Linked DNA regions of Mus musculus: all the other regions are linked to region 1. The links are chromatin contacts, called in public Hi-C and promoter capture Hi-C maps. All regions are on one chromosome and are shown on one strand. Each heading gives the region's core, a stretch centred on a gene start, on an enhancer-like site or on the middle of the called end of the contact. The rest is flanking DNA. Distances are from core to core; before and after follow the strand shown. Region 1 holds the start of 1600023N17Rik (RIKEN cDNA 1600023N17 gene). Region 2 holds the start of Cpeb2 (cytoplasmic polyadenylation element binding protein 2). Region 3 has its middle 27 kb from the start of Pacrgl. Region 4 holds the start of Cc2d2a (coiled-coil and C2 domain containing 2A).

The links. Promoter capture Hi-C pulls out the DNA fragments that hold promoters and counts their contacts. Hi-C and Micro-C count contacts between places; a contact is called where the count stands out from the background.
Region 2: a contact with region 1 is called in a promoter capture Hi-C map of pre-B cells, with 5 times the contacts expected there. The contact joins the promoter of Cpeb2 here to the promoter of 1600023N17Rik in region 1. A contact is called at or near these places in 2 of 39 promoter capture datasets (liver and pre-B cells), 6 of 484 Hi-C or Micro-C datasets (B cells, CD4 T cells, CD8 T cells and 3 more) and 1 of 115 datasets of contacts at active chromatin or transcription factors (astrocytes).
Region 3: a Hi-C map of the N1E-115 cell line shows a contact between it and region 1, with 6 times the contacts expected there. The contact joins the enhancer-like site here to the promoter of 1600023N17Rik in region 1. A contact is called at or near these places in 3 of 39 promoter capture datasets (cranial neural crest, hippocampal neurons and liver), 1 of 484 Hi-C or Micro-C datasets (the N1E-115 cell line) and 1 of 115 datasets of contacts at active chromatin or transcription factors (astrocytes).
Region 4: a contact with region 1 is called in a promoter capture Hi-C map of second pharyngeal arch cranial neural crest. The contact joins the promoter of Cc2d2a here to the promoter of 1600023N17Rik in region 1. A contact is called at or near these places in 5 of 39 promoter capture datasets (the 3T3-L1 cell line, cranial neural crest, liver and 2 more), 6 of 484 Hi-C or Micro-C datasets (LSK cells, cortical neurons, muscle stem cells and 2 more) and 1 of 115 datasets of contacts at active chromatin or transcription factors (astrocytes).

Annotation. Positions count from the first base shown.
Region 1 is chr5:45,666,409-45,670,964 of GRCm38.p6, forward strand. It overlaps 1600023N17Rik (RIKEN cDNA 1600023N17 gene), which reads right to left and starts at 3,300. Exons shown (of 1, transcript NR_073433.1): 1 at 2,293-3,300. It overlaps Ncapg (non-SMC condensin I complex, subunit G), which reads left to right and starts at 3,517. Exons shown (of 21, transcript NM_019438.1): 1 at 3,517-3,725. The coding sequence starts at 3,615.
Region 2 is chr5:43,231,664-43,236,827 of GRCm38.p6, forward strand. Cpeb2 (cytoplasmic polyadenylation element binding protein 2) reads left to right here and starts at 1,590. Exons shown (of 12, transcript NM_001368806.1): 1 at 1,590-3,425. The coding sequence starts at 1,800. It overlaps Gm7854 (predicted gene 7854), which reads right to left and starts at 3,691. Exons shown (of 8, transcript NR_028417.2): 1 at 3,289-3,691.
Region 3 is chr5:48,343,340-48,347,826 of GRCm38.p6, forward strand. No RefSeq gene overlaps it. Among named protein-coding and RNA genes, the nearest start is that of Pacrgl, 27 kb to the right of the region's middle. Within about 2 kb of position 2,247, at least 19 of the 459 cell types and tissues checked have an H3K27ac peak or open chromatin away from gene starts, as enhancers often do. A contact at or near this core is called in the N1E-115 cell line and hippocampal neurons, where this site is marked.
Region 4 is chr5:43,660,818-43,665,630 of GRCm38.p6, forward strand. Cc2d2a (coiled-coil and C2 domain containing 2A) reads left to right here and starts at 1,562. Exons shown (of 38, transcript NM_001359906.1): 1 at 1,562-1,742.

The DNA.
Region 1 (4,556 bases), core at 2,050-4,549:
GTTCTGGTATCTTGTTAATCAGAGCTGATTCTTCAGCCCCAGCTAACCAGAACCACAGAATCTTCACAACCAAAGTAACAATGGCCCCGAAAATTCTTTAATTTTCCCTCTGAAGTTTCACAAGCCAGGCCTCCATCTTCTGCACTGTTCTCAACATTATCTTCCAAGCTCCTACACAACATCTGACAGAGCTCTTACACTGAATGGATCTTCTAGCCCAAAGATCCAAAGTCCTTCCACAGTCTTCCCCAAAACATGGTCAGGTTGTCACAGGAATATTCCACTTCTGGTACCAATTTGTCTTAGTCAGGGTTTCTTCTTTTTTTCTTTTTCTTTCTTTCTTTTTTTTCTTTTTTTTTTTTTTTAGGTATTTTCTTCATTTACATTTCCAATGCTATCCCAAAAGTCCCCCATACCCTCCCCTCCCCTCCCACTCCCATTTCTTGGCTCTGGCGTTCCCCTGTACTGAGGCATATAAAGATTGCAAGACCAATGGGCCTCTCTTTCCAATGATGGCTGACTAGGCCATCTTCTGATACATATGCAGCTAGAGACACGAGCTCTGAGGGGTACTGGTTAGTTCATATTGTTGTTCCACCTATAGGGTTGCAGACCCCTTTAGCTCCTTGGGTACTTTCTCTAGCTCCTTCCTTGGAGACCCTGTTATTCATCCAATAGCTGACTGTGAGCATCCACTTCTGTGTTTTCTAGGCCCCAGCATAGCCTCACAAGAGACAGCTATATCTGGGTCCTTTCAGCAAAATCTTGCTAGTGTATGCAATGGTGTCAGCATTTGGAGGCTGATTATGGGATGGATCCTCGGGTATGGCAGTCTCTAGATGGTCCATCCTTTCGTCTCAGCTCCAAACTTTGTCTCTGTAACTCCTTTCATGGGTGTTTTGTTCCCAATTCTAAGAATTTGCAAAACACATGAAACTCAAGAAGAACGAAGACCACAGTGTTAGTCAGGGTTTCTATTCCTGCACAAACATCATGACCAAGAAGCAGTTGGGGAGGAAAGGTTTTATTCAGCTTACATTTCCACATTGCTGTTCATCACTGAAAGAAGTCAGGACTGGAACGCAAAAGCAGGTCAGAAAGCAGGAGCTGATGCAGAGGCCATGGAGGGATGTTTTTTACTGGCTTGCTTCCCCTGGCTTGCTCAGCCTGCTCTCTTATAGAACCAAGACTACCAGCCCAGGGATGGTCCCACCCACAAGGGGGCTTTTCCTCTTGATCACTAATTGAGAAAATGCCTTACAGTTGTATCTCATGGAGGTATTTCCGCAACTGAAGCTCCTTTCTCTGTGATAACTCCAGCTGTGTCAAGTTGACACAAAACTAGCCAGTACAGTTACGTATTCCATACCCTCACATAGAATAAATGAATATTATAAAGACACCAACTTTCCAAGAACAGAGGAATAAAGGGAGTATTTGCTTCTACAGCAAAAGAAGGCAAAATGCTTCTAACTTTACCTTTAAGCAACAAACATAAAAGTGTTCTCAAATCTAGTTTATATAATCTGCTTCATTTCGAAAAGAGTACTTTGTTATAGTCTGTCAGGTCTGTATTTAACTGAGACAGGAGAGGCTAGCTTTTAATTTTCCTGTCTTTTTATATTTTTGTTGTTTTCATTTCAAAGAGTCTGCATGTTAAAAAAATCAACAAGAGGTATAAGACATACAAACTTTACATACACTAATTATATTGCTATTTTCTTTTATATTTCATGTATATACAAAACAAATTAAGCACATCTAGTCTAAACATTTTCCCGTATAGTTGTTTTCAAGAATTACTTATCTAAAATTTGGAATCCAAGAACCTTATGGTGTACATTGTTTAGTTTTTGTTATTTTCTTAAGCTTATCAAAGACACAAATTTATTCCTATATGTATTTGTTCTTTCTCACAGAATAAAAGTAAGAGTCAAGAACTATGTAAGCTTTACAATGAGATTATGCTGTATGAATTTAATGTAGCATATTGGAAAAGTTCCACGATTACGATGTCCAAAGCATACCAAATCCATACAACATTCGTTACTAAAATCCACAACTCTAATCAAAACATAGTCATACTGACCTCTGGTGGTCAGATTCCTTATATTTCACTGATACTGAAATAACTAGATAAAATACTCATGAGACATTTTTTTTTTAATCAACAAAACAATAAAGGCAGCAAGCACCTAAAATGAAAGGTCACAGATTGTCACAAAATATTAATATGTTCTAAGTTTTAGTTTGTCTGTTTACATAAAAAACAAATGACACACACACACATATTGGTTCTCATCTTATTATCATTTATTTAAAGTTTTATTTATCTTGTATGTGTGGTACATGCATGTTTAGGTCAGAGACAGACATTGAGTGTTTTCACTGATTACTTTAGACCTTACTGTTTGAGAAAGGCTCTCAGCCACCCTGAAGCTTGCTACTTTGGCAGATCAATGAGCCTAAGATCCACTGTCTGGCTCTCAGCACCCTCAAGTGCTAGGACTACATACAAATGTTAACATCTGGTGTTTGTATGTGAAATATCACATGTGACTTCAGATCCTCATGTGTGTTCAGCAAGCACTTTACCCATGAATCATTATCTCCCCAGGTCCTCTAGGGATTCCCAGAGTACCTACAGAACAACATAGTCTGGAGGCAGCCCTCTTCCTGATACGTGTCACCAATGTAGATTTCCAGTACAGACGGAATAGGTGGCTGCATTTATGTTTCCCAAGTCATCAAGCAACACACCAAGTAAGTTTCCCGGTTTTGGAGTGGTATGTCCTATGTCCCAGGTGAGGCATTTAGAAATAATTTTATATATCCAGCACGCGATCTTAGTCAAGACCCCCAAATTCCTTTTATACTGTCTGCGTTCTCCTCTGCTTAGCAGAGTTGTTAGGCAGATTTGTCAAGCACATCCGTCACGCTGGAGCATCTCCAAGCGGCTGCAGCCTAAACTGACCCTGCCTTTCTCTTCCCAGTCCCCCAGACTGTCTCATCGCGGACGGGCAGTTCCCGCCCGGACCCACGGGGTCCGAAGGACTGCGGAGGCCCTCGTCCAGGACGCCCTCGGAAAGTTTGACATCCCCAAGCCCCGGGCGGGCTCCGTACGACATCTCCCAAACGACTCCTTCGCTCGGGATTTACCCGTTCTCAGCCAGTCGCTGCGGCAGTCCTCCGCTTTCTCCCTTCACTCCCAACCACAAGATCCCGCAAGGCACCGAAGGCCACCAGTTTAATTCAGAAAGCTGAACGCCCACTTCAGGCGCGCTCCTCCACAGCACTACTTCCGGCCCCGCCCATGCCTCCCATACAAACACCTTTTCCTATTGGGAGAGCGGCAGGCCACACCCCAGGCGTCCCAGCAGCGGGGCGGAGCGGAGGGTGGAGTCAGCTCCGGGACCCTCAGGTCTCCGCTCTCCGACCCTCCCTCCGGCGGAAGTCTCGCGAGATCTCATCCTCCCGCGATAGTTGTTTGAAAACTCTGGCGCTAACCCGTCACTCGGAGCCTTGCAGGGCTAGGGTGTCGGAAGCCGCGGGAAACTGAGTCCTCCTCGGATCGCGAACCACAGTCTCTCTCGGGCAGTTCCCGTCCCGGCGCCATGGCAGCGCAGAAGAAGCGGCTTTCTGTGAAGGAGGCGTTTCAGCTGGCGCAGCAGCCGCACCAGAACCAGGCGAAGCTGGTGGTGGCGCTGAGCCGCACGTACGGCGCGGTAAGCGGCCTGGCTTCGGCTTCCGGGCTTCGCCTTCTGCCCTTGCGCGCCCCGCGACGGAGGGATGGGATCCGAGGCTCGCCCGAGGTCTCCCGGCCACAGCCAGTGAGCAGAACGCCCGGCGTCGGCCACACGCAGTCACCCGTCTTCTCCATCCTCATCCCGCCAGGGGATGCGGGGAGTTATCCGTTATCCTCAGTTCCTCAGTGACTTGTTGATCTGCGCAGGGAATCTCAGACGCCTTTATTTCCTTGGAGGTCTCTGGTTCATCTCAGGCAATCGATGAAGTTGTTTCAACCAACTCCTAAGCTTTAAAACCACCTTCATTTCACCAGCTAGGGAAACCATAAGCACCCAGTCTTTCCCGTACATGGCAATTGTGTGTCGAGTGTAGCGGCGGGGAATTACTGGACAGCGAATGTGAGGAAGATACATTGTTTTGGAGTTCACGGAAAGTTAAGGACATATAAAAGTGATCAAGGGTAGGGAGCAAAATGTGTAAGTTATGACAGAAGGAAATTGACGGATGCTAGGAAGGCCTAAGTAAAATAAACACAAAGCTGTTGATTTTGAGTCATTTATGGCGAAGCTTGTTTTGCATTAATCCGGTAAGAAAAATACCGATAATCCAAAGGCGTTGAGAGAAAAATGAGATAATTTTGCACTGTTCAGATTTATGCTTTGTGTTTTCTCAGAGGTACAAATTATATACTGAAGAGAAGTTTGTGCGGATATATTTTCCCTTCCTTGATTTGGATAATTGATAGTTTATTAAGAAACCTTAGAGTTTAACCTAAGGGTAACACTTTCAGCAGTATTATGGCAGTGTTG
Region 2 (5,164 bases), core at 340-2,839, 2.4 Mb before region 1:
ACAGGCATGGACCTCACTGACACTGATAACTTATTGATAACTTTTAATTCTAATGTATGCTGCCTTTTACATATTGTAATTTAAAGGAAGCACTTTTCCAGATCAATATCTACCTTGTTTGTTAAATATGCTATTGAGATTAACTTTTAAACAACATTCTGCTTATCATGCTAATTTCTGAAGTAAATGAATTTTATAAAATATGTTTTTGGGAAACTTAGCTTATTAATCACACATAGATCTTATAAAGTATTTTCTTTTTGAAGTGCTGTTCTCTTTTTACTGATTATTTGACTTGCATACTTTTGAAATAAGATGAGGAACCAAATTCAACTGACAGGGGCTTCAGAAAGACATCTACCTAACTTCCTTAAGAGACTAGTAAGTTACAACATCATTAGTCCAGTCTGAATCAACTTTCTGCAAACTGTTGAGATTTCAGTAGGTATTTCTGGAATCCATTCAGTAATTTCAGTTTTCTAAGCACCAGGAAAACTTAAAAATAAAAACTAAGAACATACAATTCTTTATTATGTCGTGTGGATCAGTTATCATTGGACTAAACAGTCAAGTGTGGTTTTCTCTGTGTAAAATGTTCCTGTGGGGAGGAATTACACTGGATTAAGTCCCCATCCAGCGCTCCTCTGTCTACATGGAAAGCCTTTCCCCTTCCACTTTACAAGCCTCAACAAGTCCGCTGCTGAGTCACAATCTCCTTTCCCCCCTGATGTGAGAAATCTTTCTCCCTTGAAAATTAATAAAGCTTCGGAAATGTTCCGATGAGAGTCTCCCGGGGGAAGGAAGCCAGAAAGAACTTGTAGAGGAGGAGTCCGGCACCCCTGGGTTGTGGTGACAGCGCACCCAGGGCTTGCAGCAGCGGGGCCAGGAGGAGCTGGTCTCAGAACCTACTCAGAGCTCTCCTGCGCGAGTAACCACGCAGAGCCCTGTCGGCTCCCAGACTTTGTTCCCCTTGCTGAAGTGGAAATGTTTGCTGCAAAAGGCGCCGGTGTTTCGCGTTTTACTCTTAAAAAACAAACAAAAAAAAATGCCTTCCAGCGGTGGCAAGGGTGGGTGACAGCACGCGCGGCTCGCACCCGACCACAGAGCATGGGACCTTCTAGAGTCCTGCAAGCTTAGCGCCCTAGTCCTGCTAGCAGGTCTGGGACAGCGGCACTTCACGTGACCCCAGGGGCTGGGACAGGGCGGGGCCTGAGGAGGGGGCGCGTGCGACAGGGGACAGGAGGGGCGGTTGCCCAGGAACCGTCCGCAACGCCCGCGCGTGCTCGCCTCCGTGCGCACGCGCACGGTGCTCGAGACCCATTAGCCGTCTCCCCAACTTCCACCGGCTTTTTTTTCACCCCCTTGGGCTCCATTCAAGGTCCTGGACTGAGGGACGCGCCGCGCGCGCCCGCTGCCTCGCAGGGTCCACAACGCACGCTAATGAGGGGCGGGGCGGGGCGAGGCCGGCGGCGGCGGCGGCGGCGCGCTCGCGCGTGCCAGGGCGCGCGACAAGGGGCGGCGCGATTGTGAGGTGGCTGCTGACGCACGTTCCGGGGTTCTTAAGCGGCGAGGGCGGCGGCGGCCGAGGCAGCGGCGGTGGTGCCGGAGCCGGTTCCGGGAGGCGGCGGTGGCCTCCGTGAGGGGCGGCGGGGCCCCAAGTCGGTGCCCCGGCTCAGTCACAGTGTCCCTTTCCCATTGACCCCATCCTTCCACCACGGCCGCGCCGCCACGGCTCCCGGGGCTTTCTAGGCGGGGCAGGGGACGGGGTGCGTCTCCTGCCGCGGCCGCCGGCCTGATAAATGCGGGACTTCGGGTTCGGGGTGCTGCACACTGCCCTGCTGCGCAGCGGCAGCCCACGATCCTCGCCCGGCGGCAGCGCCTACCGGCCCTTCGCCGCCGGGCCGCCCGCCACGCCCTTCGGCCCGCTGTCGCCGCCGCCGTTGCCTGTCACCGGCTTCTCCGAGGCCGCCTCCCCCTTCGCCATCCCCTCGGGCGGCGGCGCGGCCAGCTCAGCCGCAGCTTCCTCTTCCTCCCCGCTCGTGGCGCATCCCCAGGCCGTGCAGGATGAGCTACTGCTCGGGCTGACACAGCAGCCGACGAGGCCGCTCTCGGGGGCGGCGGCCGCAGAGCAGCTCCCCAGCCACCACCCCGGCGGCGGCACGAACGCGGGTGTGACCCACCTCCTCCCCTCCCAGGACTTCAAACCGAGTCTGCACCACCCCTCCTCCTCCTCCGCCTCCTCCTGCTGCTGCTGCCGCACCTCCTCCCCGCAGGACTTCAGTAAGCGGCAGCAGCAGCAGCTGAGCAGCCAGAAGAGGAAAGAGTTGAGCCCGCCACACCGTCCCCACCCTCCGGACGCGAAGCCGCCGCCGCCGCCGCCGCCGCTCCACTGCCCCGGCCGCTTCAGCCCAACACCGCCAACGCCGCCACCACCGCCCGGGCCGCTCCTGCAGTCGGCGCCGCTCGCCCAGCGCTCTCAGCCGTTCAGCCTCCCGCACACGCAGCACCTCCCGCCGCAGGACTTCGCCCAGCGGCAGCGCCCGGTCGACCTGCCCCAGCTCCCGCAGCTCCCGCCCTCGCCGCCCGCAGCTCCGCGGCGCCGCCACGGAGGCGCGGGAAGCCCTCGCCAGACCCCGGCCGCGGGCGAGGGCAGCGCCGCCGAGCCCCCCAATGCGGGCTTGCCCCCCTCGACGCCGCCGGTGAACCCCGCGCCGGGCTCCATGGAGTCGCCCAACCACCCTCTGCTCAACAGCCCCAGCACCCTCCTGCCCGGCGCGGCGCTCGGCACCAGCGCCTTCAGCAGCCTGCAGAGCCCGGACCTGCCGCACCCCGGCGGCGGCGGGGGCGGGGGACCCCCCGGAGGGGGAGGCGGCTCCGCGTCTCCCCCACCGCTGCCCGGCTTCGGCACCCCCTGGTCGGTGCAGACCGCGTCGCCGCCGCCGCCCCAGCCTCCGCCGGCGACCCAGCAGCAGCCACCCCAGCAGCCGCAGCCGCCCCAGCAGCCGCCGCAACCACAGCCCCCGGGCTCCTCGGCTGCCACCCCGGGCAGCGGCGGCGGCGCGGGCGGCTCTCTGAGCGCCATGCCGCCGCCCAGCCCGGACTCGGAGAACGGCTTCTACCCCGGGCTGCCATCGTCCATGAACCCGGCCTTCTTCCCGAGCTTCTCGCCGGTGTCGCCGCACGGCTGCGCGGGGCTCAGCGTGCCGGCCGGCGGTGGCGGCGGCGGCGGCGGCTTCGGCGGCCCGTTCTCTGCTCCCACGGTGCCCGCGCCGCCCGCCATGAATTTACCTCAACAGCAGCCGCCGGCGGCGGCGCCGCAGCAGCCGCAGAGCCGGAGGTCACCCGTCAGCCCGCAGCTGCAGCAGCAGCACCAGGCTGCCGCAGCCGCCTTCCTGCAGCAGAGGAACTCGTACAACCACCACCAGGTAAGGCGTGCGCGGTGGGAACAGGAGCCGCCAAGCCCCCTCGAACGCCCCGGGCGCTCCGGCTTGGCGGCGGACCCGGGGTCGGGGCAGCACTCTCGGGAAGGCGGGCGGAGAGTGAGCAGCTAGGGCTGGGTCCTTCCCCGGGGTGACCGAGGGGACCAGAACTGGGGTTGTTCCCTTCTGGAGTTTGTCCTGAGCTGGGCTAATGAAGCCGAGGCGGCACCTGCAGCCGCACCCGCGGGCTGTCAGAGCTGGGAGGAACTGTCAGTCTGCGCGCGGCGGGCGGCCGCGGGCTGGAGTGCTCTCGACTTCTGCTCTTTTTAATGTTTGGTCACATCTTGAAGGGTTGAAGACCCAAGGCGCCCTTGAATCTAGGTTTTAATGTGTTTCCTCCTAGATGTCTCGACATGGGTGTGTACCGGAATCAGGGGGTATGCGGTATCATGAAATGACACCAAGCAGGCGCTTGGCTACTCTGTGTCCTTTCTGACTCAGGATGTTTTCTGTTATTGCCCCCAACCCGGACTCCGCCCAAGGCAGATTTTGGGTGGCCGTTGAGTTCGCTGATGTTGAGAGTTTCCTTGACCTTTAGTGGGGATAGCATTTATTATGGTGATCATTCGAAATCCAATGTCAAGATGAGGGATTGTCATGGAACCAAAATTTGACCTTAACTGGTTCTTCTCATAACTTTTCTGTTGACCAAAGTTTTCAAGAATGGATGCTGATTAAATTAACCAACGTCACAGTTAACAGTCTATCGAAATTAACCCAAGTAAAAGTTAACAGATTTGTTGGATTGTCTTTTATGCCCCAAGAATGGGGAAATATCAACTTTTGAAGTAATACACAATTTCCCATGGCTTATATGAGCAACTGTCTTTTGTGTGTCGGACTCTTCTCTTTTTAACTACAAGTTTGCCATTGAAATTGATAAATAATTTTGAATTCCCACAGTCAAAATAGAACGTTAGCAGGACATACTGCCGTGATTTGTATTTAACTGTAGTGTGCTCCAATAAACAAAAAGAAATGGGTTTTACCTTGGACTGTAAGAGGTCACACGGCTTTCATATGGAATTTTAGGTCACTGGAGAGGAACTTTGAACTGTGAGTCATTTAGTAGGCAAAATAAGGCCCTAGTGCACTGGGTAATTGTGCCTTGGCTCCTGGGCTGTGCTTTTCAGCTATGAGGACGGAGGAGGCTGTGTTTGCATGATTAAATTAGCATTTAAAACCCTGTAGTAGCATCCATTATCAAGGTTTTAAAATTTTCTTAAAGGAAACGTTTAACTTTATGATTACCATATTTATTGGGTTTTAGAAAGTCATAATCTATATTTCCACTGTCTAAATATTCCCAGAAAAATTTAGCCTTAGTTTATCGACAGTACAAATACTAGCAATTCCCAGGTCCTTTTAAAAAATGTACTGTGAATTTTCCATGTTTCGATGACTTAACTTGTCATCGACTCTATATTTGAATATAATTTGCTTTTGAATGTCAATGAACTTAACAGAGACTTGCCTTAAGATTACTAAAAATAAGCAAAGCCTGTGGTTGTTTATTGTGTATCTCAGTGGATCCACCTATGGGTAGCATCAGATAATTGCTTAGCAGTTCAAGGATAATTAAGTGAAAAAAAGAAAAGAAAACTGGAATAAAATACCTTAAAAGTTAAATTAACAATTCAGGAAAATGAAGTTGGGTTTTTTGTTTTGTTTGTTTGTTTGTTTGT
Region 3 (4,487 bases), core at 997-3,496, 2.7 Mb after region 1:
ATATTTTGTTTGTTTGCATTTCAAATATTATCCCCTTTCCTGGTTTTCCCTCTTCAAACCCCCTACTCCCCCCCACCCCCTTACCCTGCTTCTATGAGGATTCTCCCCCACCCACCTACCCACTCCTACCTCCCCTCCTTAGCATTCCTCTATACTGGGGCAACAAGCTTTCACAAGACCAAGGGTCTCCCCTCCCATTGATGCCAGATTAGGCCCCTTCAGCTCCTTAAGTCCTTCCCCTAACTCCTCCACTGGTGCCCCTATGCTCAGTCCAGTGGTTGGCTGAGAGCATCTGCTTCTATATTGGTCAGGATCTGGCAGAGCCTCTCAGGAGACAGTTGTATCAGGTGTTTTAAATCAAGCACACAAAAGCTGGCGCTCTTCATGAGTTCATGAAGTTCTCAACTTCAGGGGATATCTTGGTCAGGCTGTTCTGAGAATGGCCACTTGGAAAGAGTTGTTCACCCTACAGAAAGGTCCTTTGAAGCGGAAGTAGCCTGTCATTTTCCTTACACCGTCAAAAATACTTAACCTTAAGTATCATTATTCACTTATTTAATCCAAACTCAAGGTTAAACCCTTGAGATGAGAGATGAACAAAACGGGCCTGGAAATTAAGCAAGGATAGCTGTCATCTGACTAAATGGGAGCGTGAGCAACTGTCTCAATATGTGTGTATCTGATTTCCTGGGTGTATAGATGTGTGTGTGTGTATGTTTGTGCCCAACTCACTACAGTTCAACAAATATTTTGTAGATGCTAACTATGTACAAATCTCTGTATCAGATGCTACACGAGCATTGAATGAATTAAGTTCTCTCCCTAAAGAACTCAGAATATTGATTCTTCTATGTGCCATCTGCCACATATCACTATGTTTAAAAGGCTTTACCTTTGATTTATTGAGGGCTTTGGAATCTTATTTTTTTTGTCTGGCTTTTAACAGCTTTAGCCGTGCACCTTTCCCTCACCTCCTGGCTACAGCCCTCAGCTTCATCTTTTCCTGAAGAAAAGAGATTTCCTCCTAGAAGTGGCTCCGAGAAGAGAAGAACTGTCTAAAGAGAGAAATTAACCCTTTCAGACTCCCCAGGTGCCATCGCTAAATGTCCTGTAAAACTCTTTCCTCATTACTACCTGGAGGGAGAATGGTCCTGAAGAGTGGCAGCCATCACACTAAACCTCACGCTGCTCGCTTATTTCCCTCCAGAGTTATCTCCCGGAGGGGATAGCGGGCCATCACTGCAAAGGCAAAGAAGACTGGGAGGTATTGACTTAAAAAGAAGAACAAATCCTGGAGTGGGTAGCTCCTGTGGTCTGTGTTGAGCTCTCTGAGGCTCTAGGTCAAATCCCCTGGATAGGTGAAAGTTGTGAACTGAAGATTCTATTGCTCAAAATGCTCTGAAACACTGGCGTCTCCTAAAGCCTGAACGTGAACTCCCTGGATTATCAGAGCGCAGGGAGGCTTCAAGTGACCCAATAGGGACTGACTGGACCAGGCCATTATGCTCACTCACTCTGATTGTTAATGATTTTTGTAACTTATCTACAAAAGCATAGATGAATCTTATTTTTTTATGCTCTTAAATTTGAATCACTAGTTAGCACTTTTCACTTTGGAAAAATACTTGATTCAATACTAACAAATCCTTCCTTTGTTTGAACAAGTTTTCAATGCCTAAGAACACGTTGCTCAGTACTTGTGGGCTTTAACACTCCTCTCTGTAGGGCTTTAGAAGATAAGGCCTACACTGATTCTTTGGACCAGTTTATATTCTTGTCTGCTGACCCAAGATTCTACCTGATGTGTTTTGATGTCAGAATTCTGCCTCTAAACTTTAAAAAACAATAGCATGCTGCTATTCATAGATCAAGTGATTGCCCGTATTGCTCTAACTTGCAACACTGAAAGACTATGACAAACAGAAACTGAGTGTTCAAGAATCTAATATTTAATGTAGCCCACAGTGCCAACTAGTGATCAAATTCAACTGCTGGGTCTTCAAACAAACGTTCTTAGTGGAACACGCTCTCTTTAACTTCAATTAAAAAAAAGAAAGAAAAAAATCTAAAGCAGAAAGCACTTTTCCTGGAATCTAAGCCCTACTGGTATTCTTGAGCCCAGGTATGATATAAGAACAAGCAGTCTATTATATGAGGTTAAAAGTATCTTTCAAAATGTCTCAGCAGACATTTTATCTCCTACTCATTTGCCTGCCCTCCCTCTTTGGTCAAGATAAACATTCCCAGCTAGTGCCTACTGCATTTAGCCTTACCACATTTTCCTATGTGTTTCTGTGCTGATCCTATTTCCTGCTTTTAAACTGTACAAATATATAACAATAAAGACGATCATTTTGCTAGCAATTGAATTACAAAATGTGTTCTGTTCCCCGCTAATGAAACCTCTATCTTGTTCAAAATCTCCAGCAAATAGCTTTTATATTTTTCTTTTCTGCAATTTGCCAGCTGACAATGGAAACCAGTTAAAGCAGGAATGCTGCAGGCAGAAGTATGAGAACTAGTTATTTAGTGCCATCTAGTGGCCATTAGAAAATTTGACTAAGGGTTTGAATCATCCCTTTCCTTTTTGACCAAAAGGAGAAATACAAGTCTCTGTGTGTTTTATCTACCCAGTTTTGAAGTCTTAATTCTTGAAAAAAATCTCAAACAAAATAATAAAATGTGAGTAAATCAATTATAATTAAATTTATTTCAAGTGTCCTATTCAGTCATGTCTCAATCATGTCAAGTGAAATCCACATAGAACAAAGGGATAAAAACAAGAATTGCTTTCTTTACAAAGTGCTGGGCTATCATTTTAGTGAAGACAATAAGGTTGTAACTAACTTTATTCACTGTAGGTAGCAAATGTATGCATAACACTGATGGAGCAAACTTCATCATTTTCCTTCATTCTGTCTTCTTTAAATGGCTTAACTTATACCTAGCACTGGGCTCTTTAGATTCTCATAAGGGTCAAAGATTAAAGTCTGTTCCTGCCTCCAAGTAGGAATTAATGTTGCAGATAGTCTGGCATTAAAAGTGGATTGTGGGGTGGTGAGTGGGGAAATGGTTCAGTGGTTAAGAGCTCTGGCTGTTCTTCCGGAGGACCCAGGTTCAAATTGCAGCACCCACATGACAGCTCACAACTGTCTGCAACTCTAGTTTTGGGGGATCAGACACCCTCACTTATGCAGGAAAAGTACCCATCAATGCAAATAAAATATTCTTAATTACTTAAAAACTGTAAAAGAATGGTGGAGGATAGAATCACGGAAGAACTTTTTCATAGGACATTGGTGCTGCCTGCCACAGGCCCCACCATGGGTATTTGTGATGTGTGTGTTTCACAGTTGTGTTTCATCTACTTAGGAAGTTAAGGCATAAGGATCTCTTGAGCCTAGGTCATCAAGGTTAACCTAGGCAATGTAGTTAAGTCTCTTGTCTCAGAAACAGTAAAAAGGGAGGAAGGGATAGAGGGAAGGGGAGTTAAATGAGAGGGAAAGAAGGGGACAGACAGAGAGACAGAGACAGAGAGACAAGACAGAGAGAGAGAGACAGTGACAGAGACAGAAAGACAGAGACAGAAAGACAGAGACAGAAAGACAGAGATAAAGACAGAAGAGAGAGAGAGACAGAGAGAGACAGGGGGGAGAGAGAGAGAGAGCCCAAGGAAGAACTAACAATGCAGAATATGTCTCTGCATTCAGAGTGTGACTCTCAGCTTCAGAAGTTCTTATTGCTCTGTGGAAACTCATTTCTCTCTTCCTTTAAGCACTTCAGCTAATTGTGCAAGTCCCACCCACAATAAGAAGGTCTACATTTCTTTCCTGTACCTATTGATTGTAAACTTCGCTGAAACGTCCTCATAGAAACATCCAGAATAATGCTTGACCAAACATCTGAATGCAGGAAGTTCAATGACTTTGAGCCAGTGAAATGATCATCACATCAAAAAGTTCACAGAAGAAAAGAAGAAGGATTTGGGAAAAGAAAGAAGGAGGTTTGGAAACCTGTTCATCATGCGTTTGTATGATGAATGCATGGCTCTAACCAACAAGTCCAGCGATGGACAGCCTTCAGACATCATTGGGTTGGCTGCATTGTACAGCTGAAGCAATACAGCCCAATGCAGCAGAGCCTGCTTATGCCCTAGGACTCAGCAAAAACAGGCACTTTATCAGCACTTGGGTAAGGGAGCTAGCATCACATATCCCAACCATTAAAAAGGCATTGCCGTAGGTTTTCTATTGCTCGCCCTGTGAGGGCAGAAAGGGTTTGTTTTACTTGCACTTCTACATCACAGTCCATCGCTGGTGGAAGTCGGGACACAAATTTAAGGTCAGGATCTTGAGGTAAGAGCTGATGCAGAGACCAGGGAGAAGTGCTCCTTATTGGTTTGCTCGGCATCGTTTCCTTTCTTATTTATTTATTTATTTATTTAATTTTTTGAGACAGGGTTTCTCTGTATAGTCCTGGCTGTCCTG
Region 4 (4,813 bases), core at 312-2,811, 2.0 Mb before region 1:
CACTGTACACACATATGTTAAAAAGTGAACTCTGGGTTCTCTGGTACGGTGAGACATGAAGACACAGACATGGCTGTCTTGTAGAAAGGTTATTCACACAGATCCTTCAAAGCAGGAAATGTCTTATAATTCTATAACAGAATATCACAATGGATATAAATTTGTTTCTTGGGCTGGGAAAAAAATGACTCAATCAATAAGATACTGGCCCAGAATAAATACTGAGCTCAGGTCTCCAGCACCCACATAAAAAGCCAAGTGGCTACAGGCATCTATATTCCCAGCACTGGGGATACAAAGACAGACCAATCAACCAAACACAATCAGCAGCAGTCTCCAAAAACAGCATTCTCCAAACATCAGGCTCCAAAAGAGACCCTTTACTGGGGTTTTCCCTGGAAGGAAGGTTGTGGCATGGTAAGTGTGCTGGTGGGTTTAGAATTAAATAATTTGACTTGTTTCAGAATATTCTGGATCATAGACATGCTCCCTAAGCACCTGCCTCCAGAGTGACTTAGAGCAGAGGGGTACTTCTTGGTGATTGCAGTAGATGGAGATGCCAGCTTGGGGTCAGTTAGTACGTATCAAAGAGAATATATGCATTTCCTTGGAGTCATTTATTGTCTCTAGGAATTAGTTAGCTTCAGAGATCTATCTAAGACCCATGCAGTGAATGCCAGAGCTTTAGGGATACAGAAAATAGGGGCTGGGAGATAGTTCTATTAGTAAAGGGCTTTTCATCACACAAGCATGAGGACCTGGCTTTGAAGGTGGCTAACACTCAGCATGGTGGCCCACGTTTGTTCTATCAGCACCAGACAAGCTAAGACAAGCAGGGATCTGGAGTTAGGCAGGCAGCCTAGCCTAATCACCAAATGCCAGCTTCCAGTCAGAGGTCTTGTCTAAGAAACAAAATGGCAGGCTTCTGAGGAACAACACTTGGGGTTAGGAGGCCGCGGTCTGTGGAGTTCCTTGATCTGTGGTTGTCTTTGGCCTGTAGAGTCTGAGTCTGCTTACTACTGTTCTCACTACTTGGCCTTTTCTCCTGGTTTCTTGCCTTTTTTTTTTTTTTTTTTTTTTTTTTTGAGCCATCTTGTCTGTATCCCTGCTGGGCCGCTGGGTCATTTGTAGTGAAGAGTTGAAGAAACAGAGGTTAGGCGTGTGCGGTCCAGCTTCTGTGCACAGCCAGCCAACATCCCTAATGCAACACACGCTGGAGCTCTGATAGCTCTGATGCCCGGCCACATAGTCTTTGCTACTGCTTACTAGGCAGCTCCACACAACATGGCCCCTCCTGATTCTAAACCACTCTACTTATCAACACCTTCTGTCCTTGACCCAACAGGCCATGCAACCCAGAGACATAAGGCAGGACACCCTGCTGAGAGCCTGAGTCCTCTCTGCTAGGCTGCCCAGTTGCTTTCCCTTTGTCTCTCTTCAGCACGTTATTTTTCCACTGCTTGCCCAGCAAGCTCATATTCCAAGTCTTAAAAGTAAACTGCCACTTTAAAAAAAAAAAGCGGCCGCCTAGTGACCTTCCCTGGGAACTGGTTGCTAAGCTGGTGTTTTTTTTTAAACCCTGAGATATGGCTGCAGCTTCCCAGGGAGTAACCTCTCTTACCCCAGCCCACCCTTTCGCTCATTTCTAAAAGGTTCTCTGGCTTGACACAACTGGTCTCTCATCTCATCCCTTCAGCCCAGCAAGTGGAATCTGCAAACTTCGTTTTGTAGAGTGGACGAAGGTAAATCAGTCTTTAACAGAGACAGGCTGCAGTGTCCTGCTTTCCTCTCCTTTCCGTTCCGGCAGAGAAACCAGCCCCTCCCTGGTGCAGTGAGAGTGGAATGAATGCTTTGTAACGTTAGGGACTCTCATCTTGCTAACATTAGAGACCCTTCATCTTGCTTGCAGTTTCACTCTCTCAATGCAAAGTGGGGGCACTGCAGGGACAGCTCTGATTTCAGCTGCTGTCTGGCTTGCAGGGGAAAAGCAAACCGGTTCACAGAGAGCCTCTCTGGTCAGTGTGCTGCTAAGCACTAGCTGCGTGTTGCTTTCGGGCCTTTAGTTTAAACTGCTCCGGGGAAGGGGAGGGCGGGCCGGAGGGAGTACTCTCCGTGTGGCGAGCTCCACTTTTCTTGTTATTGGACAAAGAGCTCTGAACCGCAGGGCTGAGGTCTGCCAAGCTTTCAGAAGTCTACTGGCCATCAGCTCAGCTGTTTTCATTTTAGGTGCTATGAAATGCTAGGTGCTATGAAATGCTAATAAAATCTAATGAGAAATACATGTCTGCTATTGCATTTTATATAACATTTCTGCAAATAAGTGTAACGACAGCATGCTTTGTATAGAGGGGAACTGTATATGGATAGAGAAAATATGTGCATATATGTATACATAGAGATAGAGAGATATGCACATATATAAACATAGATCAATCTGTATATAGATAGTTGGCCTAGAGTTCACTTACAGAGTCATTTATTCAAGTTTTTAGTGAGCATCAATGATGCAGCAGATGAAGAACTCAAGTTTACAGTGTACAAAACCAACTTAGACCAGGTCCAGTGGTGAGACTTTGCTGGGGAAGCAGATGTAGAAACAGATAATGAGATCAGTGACAAAACAGACTTGTAAAAAGGTCTAAAGAGCTTGGCCCACAGCGGGACTCCTGCCATAGAGGTGCTTCCAGCACCCCCTGTGCAGCTGAGCAATCCCATGAGCAGAGCCTGGGTGCTGACCTGGCCTCATCAAGTGAAAGGTGTCCCGTCCATCTGATTAAATGACCACACACAGCTGTGTCACTCACCTGGTACCCTAGAAGCTGGGGCTAGAGTAACTTGCTGCTACATAATTAATCATTAAAAAGGCACAGGATGGCTCCTGAGAGTTCACAACTTTGAGCGGGCCCTCCCACTCGAAAGGAAAAGCCTCGTCTCTGAAGAGAGAAAGTGAGCATGCGTGGAGGGGAGGAGGTTCCAGCAACATTTTAAACAGACGAGGGAAAACAAGTGTCCTGGTCCTGGCTGGAGGAAGGGGAGAAGAGACTTGTGTATGGCTGTCAGGGATGGGTGACAAAAACTAAAGAGAGTAAAGGGATAGCACTCAACACCCTAAGGTTTTCTTATGGTTCTCTTCCATCTCTGAACCTCTGTTTCCCCTCTCCATCCCTTCCTCCCACCTCCCCTCGCAACCATGACCTCTTCATCTGACCATCCTGGTTGGTAAAAAGATACTCTAAAGACACATTTGTGTATCTCCTTCAGCTATCGGACCATTAAAACAATGGACTCTAAGCCATTAAAACAATGGACTCTCAGAGCTGTATTTTCTCAGTATTGAGCGCTGGGAGAAGGAAAAGATGGGCTGCTCGTACCAGCACAAGGGAGGACTTGTCTCCAAAAGACAGTTCTGACAGCTTGTCAATCACCTTGCAGAAGGTACAGGGACAGAGACAATGCCATGTCAGTGATGGAAAGGACCACACTGACCAAAATTGCTTAGCTATGTATCCCTCCTGGTACCTTTTATTCAGACCCAAATTTCATATCAGGACCCTGGAAGACTGACTGTGACATTACTGGGCACCTCTGTTCCACTTCCCAAAGTCATCATGTTGTCTCTGATTTGTCCATTATTTTTCTCTTTCATTGCCCTACTGGGGCACTGGTGGCCAAACCTATCTTGTTAGAGTTGCCAACTGTTCTAACCCAAACTCTGGCAACATCCATAATAATAAAACCATAAACCCTACCAACACAGAGAGCCTGGTCTGTGACAGTCACTTTATTACAATCATTTCAGTACAGAGTCCATCATAAGAATGGGTTACCCATAAGAAATGATGATCACCTAAGGTGGGACATTTGATTATGAATTTATAGAATTGGCTGTGTTGTTTCAAGATCACACACTGGTGAGAAAATGGGGATTTTGAACCTAGGACTATGTTTTTTTTCCCAAAGACCTCACTCTTTAAAGCCATAATTTCTTTGTATAATTAATACACCATCCTTTCGGAGCAGTCTCAATTAAGAAGTACTTTATATAGTATAGCCATTTCCTCTCAGTCCTTCTCTGTATCTTGGAGGTTCATCCCTGGATTCTTGGATATGACTCTTAATGGCTGACTTTAGAGACAGTTCATGTGGTCAGAAAACAGTGTAGATACTTTCCTTTAAAATTAGTTGGTTATCTGCCCTGTGTAAAATAGATTATTGGCCTTGTGTCACCTATATAATTAGGACATTGCTATAGTGTTTGTGGTTTTCCATTGTATTTTCACAGCAAGGACAGTATAGACTAGTGATGGTAATCTTGTTTTAACAAAATTAAAGTGGGGCCATGGAGAGAGAACTTTGGAACCACAAAGCACAAAGGTCAGACTCTGAGAGGGAGATTTCAAACCTGTGGCCTCACATGATTTCGGAAATCTTGGTTTGCTTGGGTCTAAATTGACACTCATCCTACTGAGAGCTGGTGTATCAGGGTGAGCAGAGCGAGTGCACAGGGAGACTGCCAAGCTCCAGCTCCACACACCCAGGGCTTTTATTTTGACACTGTCAAAGAATGTATTAACAAGTGGCCATGGCCAACACTGACGACAGGGGCTTATTAAAGCTGAGCGAGCGGTGTTTATTCATCTTTTTGGAGCCAGCAGTGCTCAGAGGAGAGATCAATTTTGGTGTCATTTGATTTCTCTCAAAACTCATTGGAAGGTAATGATGGGGAAAGAATGGGGAGAGAGGAAACAAGTCCATTACATCTGTCATTTTCCTCCTCGAGTTTTTAATTCCATGTACGACTTGTTTTTAATTT